Regions from separate parts of the Pan troglodytes genome. Here region 1 is linked to region 2. Evidence: chromatin contacts called from public HiChIP or PLAC-seq data. All regions are on one chromosome and are shown on one strand. The core of a region is the stretch at or near the end of the contact, and the rest is flanking DNA. Distances in the headings are between cores, read along the strand shown.

Evidence for each region. HiChIP or PLAC-seq counts read pairs in DNA pulled down with a chosen protein or histone mark.
Region 1: an H3K4me3 HiChIP or PLAC-seq map of stem cell-derived excitatory neurons shows a contact between it and region 2, with 4 times the contacts expected there. The contact joins the promoter of CCDC28A here to the promoter of PERP in region 2. A contact is called at or near these places in 2 of 7 Hi-C or Micro-C datasets (induced pluripotent stem cells and stem cell-derived neural progenitor cells), 1 of 1 datasets of contacts at active chromatin or transcription factors (stem cell-derived excitatory neurons) and 1 of 1 other capture datasets (stem cell-derived neural stem cells).

The regions. Positions count from the first base shown.
Region 1 is chr5:150,622,905-150,627,729 of NHGRI_mPanTro3-v2.0_pri, reverse strand. It overlaps CCDC28A (coiled-coil domain containing 28A), which reads right to left and starts at 1,836. Exons shown (of 6, transcript XM_001171714.6): 1 at 1,332-1,836. The coding sequence starts at 1,559. It overlaps LOC104007004 (a long non-coding RNA gene), which reads left to right and starts at 1,720. Exons shown (of 5, transcript XR_008548677.1): 1 at 1,720-2,026.
Region 2 is chr5:149,952,822-149,957,611 of NHGRI_mPanTro3-v2.0_pri, reverse strand. It overlaps PERP (p53 apoptosis effector related to PMP22), which reads left to right and starts at 2,493. Exons shown (of 3, transcript XM_016956382.4): 1 at 2,493-3,270. The coding sequence starts at 3,057.

The DNA of each region.
Region 1 (4,825 bases), core at 587-3,086, 670 kb before region 2:
AAAAAATACCGTTCCGGCCGGGCTCACGCCTGTAATCCCAGCACTTTGGAAGGCCAAGGCGGGCGGATCACGAGGTCAGGAGATCGAGACCATCCTGGCTAACACGGTGAAACCCCGTCTCTACTAAAAATACAAAAAATTAGCCGGGAGTGGTGGCCGGCGCCTGTAGTCCCAGCTACTCAGGAGGCTGAGGCAGGACAATGGCGTGAACCCGGGAGGCGGAGCTTGCCCTGAGCCGAGATGGTGCCACTGCGACAGAGCGAGACTCCATCTCAAAAACAAAACAAAACAAAACAAAAAAAACCCTTCCATACTTTATTTGTGCATAGTGTTAAATTTTTCTTAACTTCATTATTTCATATATCATAAGATGAATTTATATGGCTATCTACCTCATCAGGTTGTAAATTGCCTTCTAGAAACATTAGGCCGTTTTTGGCATGCTATGTTTAATTTAGGCATGCCATGACCATTCAAAAAGATTCAAACCCATTGCTGTCGCTTAAAATAATTATTTGATGAATTCAATAAATTTTTCTTTTTCCTTTTGCCTGGACTTAGTGCCACTGGCACTGGAATTTAAACCACTGAGCTTAAATTGGCTGACGCTAGACAATTACAACTGGAGCTACAATACTGCCAAAGAAGAGTCTTTCTGGGAAAGGCTCCAATGCCCAGTCTCTAATCCCAGATACCACTGGGTGTCAATCCACTTAAACCTTGGCAAACAATTTTTCTTTTAAGAAGCATTTTTTGTAACAGAACAATAATTCTGGTGTTGTTTCAACATGCAACACAAATTAAATGAGAGTTTGAAAGATGACTGAATAGAGACGATTAGTTCTCTGAAGAGGCAAGGATCTGTAAAAATGTATGATGCGCATAAACACGCTGGCCTGAAATTTAACGATGCTAATACACACTTGGTGGTACAAGAAAAAAAAACCTAGGAAGTAAAGCAATGCAAATAAACCAGTGGTGGTCTAAACCACAATATTCTGCGGAACCAGCACTCGCGATTTCCTCGTTTTTGGAAAATTACATCTGTCACAAGAGCACTGAAACCCTTCCTGTATATCAAACAGCAAATAATGTTTTAGAGAAGGCATAATAAGTAAACTGCTCATAGTTACTTATTCACACAGTGGTTTTAAGTGCCAGGTCTTGCCTCCAAGCAGTACCACTGGGCATACCTCCTGACATCACCTCATTCCCCTTCCCCAATCTACCGAAGCGATGACCCTTCACCGCCCAGTACCCAGCAGTGACCAGAGTGGTGGGAAGGGCCTAAAGGGGCAGGTTGCGGAGGTTCCTTTGCTTCCACTACATACCTGAAGAAGAAGGGTATTGGGGCCCCCTTCCGCAACCCGCAAAGACCCGACAGCCTCAGAAGCCACCGCCGCAGCCACAAGTAGAGCCCCGGTCACATCCCGGGACCCGCTCCTCCGCAGCTCCGTTTGTTTACGGAAGTGACGTAAGAGGCACAGCCTCCATGCCCCAAGCGGAAGCCTCGCCTTTTCCTGCTCCCCCAGTGTCGCTCTTGGCTCCGCCCTCGGCATTTCATTGCTTCCCCTGTCCTTCCTTTAGCTGTAACTCCGGCGGGCGTGTTGGGTGTGTCGTTTTAGGCTCTGTGACCCAGGAGCAAGACGCAATAAGCGGGTGCAGTGGAGGTAGAAACGGGAAATGCAGTACCCTTTCCGGAAGCTACTCCGCCCCTCGGTGAGCGTTAGATCCCCCCCCGAACTACAATTCCCAGAATGCTGTTCGAGCATGCCCGAAGGCGGAACCAGAGTGTCGCCATGCAACTGTTCCTTGGTTGTTTCCGATTGGCTGCCCGGACTTCTCGCGGCTAAACTAACTTTGGCTCCAAGGCGGCGTGAAGAGTGTGATTCTGTTCAGCGACCGTGATTCTGTTCAGCGACCATGATGTTGAGCCCCTAATTGAGAGTCTGTTACCACTATTAATAGCTACTCTGTTCGGGCCCTACACATAACGGTGTATCTAAACCTCTCTACAATTTTATGGGTAGGTGTTATACTCTCTGTTTTACAAATGGGGAATTTGAGGCTCAGAAAGGCTAATTGATGCAGGTGTCTCTCTGTCGTCAAAGATAGTTCTACTTCCACTATACTTAAAGCCTCTGGAGAAGGAATTGCAGGCTGAGAGAAAGAGATCTATCTTAAATGAGGGAAGAAATGCACGTTTCATTGCCTGGTCTGGGTAGCCTTCCCGGTGTGGGAGTGGGAGGTGGGAAGGTTTTAGATTCACAGGTCCTTAGATTGAAGGGACTCTGGAGGAACACCACATAGCACCCCCCGCATTAGCTAATGGGGAAACCATATCTAGAGATTGTATCCATGCCAGAAAAGGCAGAGCAAAGACAACCCCAGTCTCTTGGCTTCTAGGATAGGATGTTTTTCCGCCACCCGCCATTTAAAAAAAAAAAAAACAAAAAAAAACTATTGAAATGTTTAAAAAAAAAAAAGCACAGAATAAACAACGCACCCACTATCCAGAACGAACAGATTTATGAATGAAAGAAATGGAGCATTACAGATAAAGAAGGTGTTCCCTATTCTCAGTCCCATTCTACTACCACCCTCAGAGAGGCAACCAGGATCATGAATTTGATATGTATCTTGCCAATCTAGGTTTCTATATTTAAACTATTACTATGTATTATAAACAATATGTAGAATGGTTTGGGGCATTTGAAGTTTTACATGAATGCTATTATATTTTGTGTATTGATCTGCAACTTGATTTTTTCACCAAATTCTGTGTTTTTGAGAGCTATCCACATTGATAAATATAGCTAGACTTTATCAAATAGATTTGTCACAAATTATTTGGGAATTCCCATAGTGATGGATGTTTAGGTTGTTTCCCATTTTTCACCATTACAAACACTACTGTACAGTCTGCTCAATATCTTTTCCCAGTTTCTCCTTTTAATTAATGTCGAATTGTCTTATTTGTATGAACAGAGCTTGCAACTGGTGATTCACATGCAATTTTTTTTTTTCAAATTGGTTGCTAACAGCTAAAATTGAAAGAATAAAAACAATGTGGCATCCCATCAATTAACGGGAAGATCTGACTACGTTAGATGTGCATTGTAGCCTGGCAACAATGGTTCAAGCTGGAAAGCATCTGCCTCCTTTACCTCAGTTCAAGTAATATCTAGTTTTTCTTTGTCTTTAGTACCCATCTGAGCCCTGTAGCATTTGTGTTTACAACCTCCAACATGATGTAGGGACACAGGAAAGTACCCTTCTAAATGTACATGTTTCAGGTATTCAGAAATAGGTATTCAGGTTTTGAATACTTATTTTAAGTCCCTATTTTAGCCACACCCTGTGATAGGAGGTCAGGATGCATCTATCAACAAAAGGTACAAGAGCTTTATAGTCAGAGATCTTATATTCCCGATATAAGAGACTGACAATAAATTAGTATGCAAATAAAATAGTTTCATTTAGTCAGATGAGAGTCCTGAAATAACAGCTTAAGGTCAAAAGTAGTTTGTACTGAAGGAGAAGTATCAGGGAAGGCCTTCCCGAAAATGCAGCTTTGAGGTAGAGATATGAATAAAGTGCATGAGCCAGCCATGGAATGATCTGAAGAAAATGAGTCCTTGAGTGCCAGGCACGGTGGCTTTTGCCTGTAATCCCGCACTTTGGGAGGCTGAGGCAGACAAATAGCTTGAACCTAAGAGCTGGAGACCAGCCTGGGCAACATAGCAAAACCCTGTCTTTACAAGAAATACAAAAATTAGCTGGGCATGGTGATGCAGGCCTGTAGTCCCAGCTGCTTGGGTGGCTGAGGTGGGAGGATCACCTGAACCCAGGAGGTCAAGGCTGCAGTGAGCCATGATCATGTCACTGTGCTCCAGCCTGGGTTACAAAATGAGACCCTGTCTCAAAAAAATAAAAAAATAAATAAGAAGGAGAAGGAGAAGAAAAGAAGCATTCTTGAATAGAACATACGGCTAAAATGCAGGCCATTAGGCAAAATGAACTTTAACATGTTTGAGGAAGCAGAGGGTTAGTGTGGTGAATTGTACTGGGCTAGGGACAGAGTGACGCAAGGTAGAGTTGTTGTAGAGGTACAATTTCAAGTGTGATTTCTTTAATCTAAAATCTAGAGTTCCTCCCTGAGAGAAATGATCTTTCAGATTTTCTAGATTTTCCTTTAATTCCTTTAAACTGTAAGCATCCATTCTTTGGATTAACTGTTAAATGCAGACCTTGTGTAAATTACTCCAATCATATACTTTCTTCCTGAGGATTATATTTAGAGGATGGGAGCTTTGATTAACAAGACCCTTCCTCTGCCTCCCAGTACTCATACATTGTATAGCATGGGTAGGTAAGGAGGAATACTGCTGGCGAATTTCCTAGTAGTGGCAGTGGAGATCCATTGAGAGAAAAATCTGCTGGGGGCCCAGAAATCTCTATTTAAAAAAAAATTTGTCTTATGGAAAATTTCAAACATATACTGAGGAAGACAGAAGACTATAATGAATCCCTCATCCAGCCATTAACCGCTGGCCAATGATGTCGATTATAGCTGTTATCAGTGATGTTGACCCTGATCCTTTATGGAATGGAATTTTTGTTATGTTATTTTTTAGGGTGCTATGAGGATAAGAAAAGAAACAGGCATTTGAGAAGAAAATTATAACCGAATTTATACTTATAAATTTTTGATATCATAATCTCAGGTGATTCACATGGACACATGTAAACGCACCCACAAGTGCAGCTAGAAGTAAATCACCCAGAAACTGTCATTGTCTTTGTACATTGTATATACAATGCA
Region 2 (4,790 bases), core at 1,244-3,743:
AGGCCCTGCATCTTTGCCAAATGGTTGACAGTGGGAGCATTTGCCACATCCAGAGGACACTCAATCACTCCATAGCTACTGGAGGGTACTTCATCCATGGACTCAACTGGACAGCCACAAGAGAACCATGTCAAAGGCCCAATGGTCCTACAGAGATGCCCAGAACGGTGGCAGGGGGATCATGTCACTGCAGCTTGGGAGATAACTAGGAGTAGTTTGGGTGTTTACAAGGACCAAAGAAGGGAAGAAAGAAGGAGACATTTGGATACATCCATAAACTCTTACGAGTGCTTACTGTGATGAATAGCACTATCTCTGCTGTCAGGCTGCCTAGGTTGAAGCCTGGCTTTGCCACTCCGTGACTGCATGGTCTTGGGCAAGTTACTTAACTTCGTTGTGCCTCAGTCCCTTGTGTAAATGAAGGAGATGCTGGTACATACCTCATAAGGTAGATGTGAAACACCCACTGCGACATAGTAAACTCCAGCAGATGTTTGTTAGCTGCTATTATTATTATTACTATTACTTTCTACCAGTTTTTATTTTTAAAATTATTTATTTATATATTTTTGTTGGTAACAGTCATTGGTTTTATAACCATAACCCCAAATTAGAAAAAGAAAACCTTTTTCTTTATGGTGATAGTTTCATGGGTATGTACTTATCTTCAAATTCGTCAAGTTGTATATATTAAATATATACACTTTTTTGTATGTCAGTCAAGCCTCAATTTAAAAAAAACTTTCTGTAGGTACAATTTACATTTTTGCCAAGTGCTCAGTGCTCAGGCGCAATCCCTACATTGTCCAGCAGGGGGAACTATCCAACTGCCTACTGTTCTCTATGAGCCATCATTTTATGAATATGGCTAGGATGAATGATTGCATTGTCTAAAATAACTTAGTCACTTACAGTTGGTATTCACCTATAGAATTTGCCCTTTAGAAACATGGACATTCCCCTCTTTCAATGTTCAAAAGTGGAAAACCTATATGAAAAATCATCATCATCATCATCAACCCTTACTACATGCAGGAACTTTCTTGAGCACTTTAGATGGATTTGCTCTTTTAACAATCATTAAAACACTGAGGTTAGCACTGTCTGTCTTACAGATGAGGAAATGGAGGCAAAAAAACTGAACTAACCTGCCCAGTGTCACACAGCGAATACGAGAAAGCGTGTAAACCTGAACCATCCGGTTCCAGAGTCTGCACCACATGTTGGGTATATTATTGTTGGAAACCCACCAGGGTCAATGTGGTCTCTTCTAGAAATTGTGAAGAGCTAATCTCTTTGTGTTCACCTCAGCATTAATGAGCTCTTTTCCTCAAGCCCATCGGAAATGGTTTCATTGAATAACAAAAATAAATTATATATATCAAGTCCAAAATTATTCAGAGATATTAAGATGCCTGCAAAACTCTCATTTTGTCTGAAGCCACTTTGCTTCTGGTCAGTATTTGACTTATAAGAAATTTTTTTTCTCACAAATATATTATACATAGCTAATTAAACAAATATCTTCATTACTTTTGAAAACCCTGAGAACATAAATATCAGCATTTTCTTCACACAGCTTCCACGATACAAAGTTAACTTTTGGCAGAACACCCTCTTGTGTTCTTTGAAAGTGAAAATATTTTCCTATAATAAAAATATAGGACGTGGTTTATGTAAAACTTGAATTATGTAAAATGAAGGCTAGGGAAATTATTTCATGTATTTTCAGATACTTTCTCCATGCTTTTATTTGTCCTCAAGAATTGCCAGAAAATGGCATAAGTCAAAAGAGTATTCTGTTTCTATTGAGAATATCAAATTGGAATACAATTTAAAATATTTTTAAGTAGTTCCCACTTTTATATTAAATTAACAGAAAACACAGGGGATTCAGAAGAAATCTTTGGAGGTACAGGGTTAAGACATGACCCCCATACGATGTTTCAGTGATTTTCCCAAGGCCACCGAGGTGCCTGACACTGAGAACTCCTTTGTCCTCAGCGGCACACCTGGCTGCCACCCCACCCTTCCTGTCACACCTTAGGAGTCAGGACTGTGACGGGAGCTAGCCCAGGACACCGAAGGGGGGATCCTAAATGCAGGTTGCATGCTGACGTATGATTTTTATTTGGAAAAACCTCAAAATAGTAAATGAAGAGTAGAGAGAGTGCAGTTTAAATAGGTAGAGATTCGTGATAGGAAGTGGACTGCAGCAGAGGCGACATGAAATTATCTGGGGAAGCCAGATGAAGCCTTTCCGAAAGGAAGCGAGCATTTGTTAAATTACATGTTCATTCATCAAATTCACTGAGCTCTCCTTGAGATCCAAGCACGGTGCCGGACACTAAGGATACACAGATAAATTCAGCATCGCCTCCGCTTTCCAAAATCTGGCAACCCAGCAGGAAAGAATAGCATGCAGAGATAAGAGTACCCGGGGAGCCACGGTCCAAGGTGCAAAGGCGGAGCCTAGGAGGAAGGGATCACCTGTGTCAGCAGGGGTCAGGGACGGGCTTCTGGGTTTGGGTGCACGCGTCCAAAGGAGTGCAGCCTTTATCCACAGGTGCAATTAGAACACCCATCTCACACTGCTGAAAACTCAGATATGGCACTGCTGACCACCGCCCCACGATGCGACATCAGGGGTCAGATATTAGGCTGGCGCTGTGCAGATAAACAAGTGTATATGTTGGTGCGCCAGGAAGATAAAACTCGCGCCTGGAGAGGACCAGGTGAGCGGGACTGGAGGCTTGTGGGACGCGCGGGACCCTCGGGCCGCCTTCCGCCGCCGCCCGGTGTCACCCGAGCCCCACCTGTTTACCAGCGGCCCCGCCCGCCCCGGCCCGGCCGGGCAGGTCGGGGCGGGCGCGCTCTGAGTCACCGGAATCTAGGTGGGGCCGCCCGGAGCGGCGTCCTCGGGAGCCGCCTCCCCGCGGCCTCTTCGCTTTTGTGGCGGCGCCCGCGCTCGCAGGCCACTCTCTGCTGTCGCCCGTCCCGCGCGCTCCTCCGACCCGCTCCGCTCCGCTCCGCTCGGCCCCGCGCCGCCCGTCAACATGATCCGCTGCGGCCTGGCCTGCGAGCGCTGCCGCTGGATCCTGCCCCTGCTCCTACTCAGCGCCATCGCCTTCGACATCATCGCGCTGGCCGGCCGCGGCTGGTTGCAGTCTAGCGACCACGTCCAGACGTCCTCGCTGTGGTGGAAATGCTCCCAAGAGGGCGGCGGCAGCGGGTCCTACGAGGAGGGCTGTCAGAGCCTCATGGAGTATGGTGAGTGCCCGCCCGCCGCCGCCGCCGCCGCCTCCAGGAAGCCCTCGGGGCCGCGGCCTGCAAAAGCCGCCGCGCGTGGTGGGCCCTCACAGGGTCGGGGGAGCCAGTGCTTTTCAGAATGCCTGTTTAGGACGAGCTCGGGCTCATGCATCCGACCTGAACCAAATGCAGCAGCAGTAGCTTTGGGTGGCCAACATCAAGCTCAGAAACAGAAAAAAAAAAAAAAAAAAAAAGGCCGTAGTTCAAACTGTACAGTTTTTTTCCTGGGTTTTGTCGGTTACGTACGAAAGATTATTTCAAGCATTGCAAGTTTAGATGAGTAAATATAATGAACAAAGTTTCTTGGAGACCTGAAATTTCTTCCCATTTCTCTTCCTTCTCTTGTTTCTTCTTATGATTAAAATATAAATATTGAAATAACGTGCCTTCCCTAATATCAGTGGATTCGTTCAACTTGATATAGCTGAAAAAACTTTCTCATTTAAAAAAGCCCTTTCAGGCAGTTTTAGCAGTTAACGTTTTCAATAGATATTTCAGTCTACTTTACCGGTCAGGCTAGTTCTTGTTAGCTCTTGTTCTAGGGCGTGTCCTTCGGTTTAAGCATGGCATTGTTGTTTAGAAAACTTAATTATTTTAATCCGATTTGAAATCTAAAAAGCAAACACATTCCCTACACTCGCGACGTGAAGCAGAGTTGACAAATTTAATGTACCTGGCAGGTGAAGTACTGTATGCCATTTTCCCAGCATGGAGGAAGCTCCCTGCTTGCCTTGTTGAAAGTCAGGACTGGAGCATAGTTCTTGTCTGAGAAGGCATTTTCTTTCACAGTGGGAAGCCCCCTCTCCTTGCCTAGGGGTGGATGGGAATCACAGCTGGGGTCTACTGTGATTAGCAATGTGTGTGGGGGTGGAGATGGGGTCTGTGAGAGCCTAATAAAACCTTAAAGCCAAATGGGCTTTACCTACCGGGTTTAATAGTTTTAAACACAGAAAGCAAGCTACCCTGCCTGTTTTCATTTCTTACTATTACCATTGACTTGATTTTTTTCTTTGAAGTGGCCCAGGGCTTCCAACCCAATCCTGTTTATTTGTGTTTCCGGGGGACTATATCAGCAACTTGGTGCCCTTTCTTTTGTGTAATCCTTTGGACGTCACTTCTCCACAAAAGGAAGCATGGTCCCCATTAGCCAGGTAATAAAATGTAAACACTGCAGAAAATTCCAGCTTTCCTTACAGTTTGTGTGTTTTCTTCTCTGAAAACCCGTACAATCCTGTGCCAGCTCAGGTTTGTATCATCTCCAGTCTTTTAGGTTTTTAAAGTGAATTAATTGTTTTTTGAAATAATGTACCTCTATCTTCTAGTTAAAATGCATCTGAACTCAGTCTCTTCTAGAGGACCTAACAGATCTGCCTGTGTGTTTTTAAACATACTTTGATAATTATACCCTACTCCAAAGACTAATGCAGACCCAAAGTATACGCAGTAATCCTCCACATATAAAGTAAGACCAGTGTGCCTTT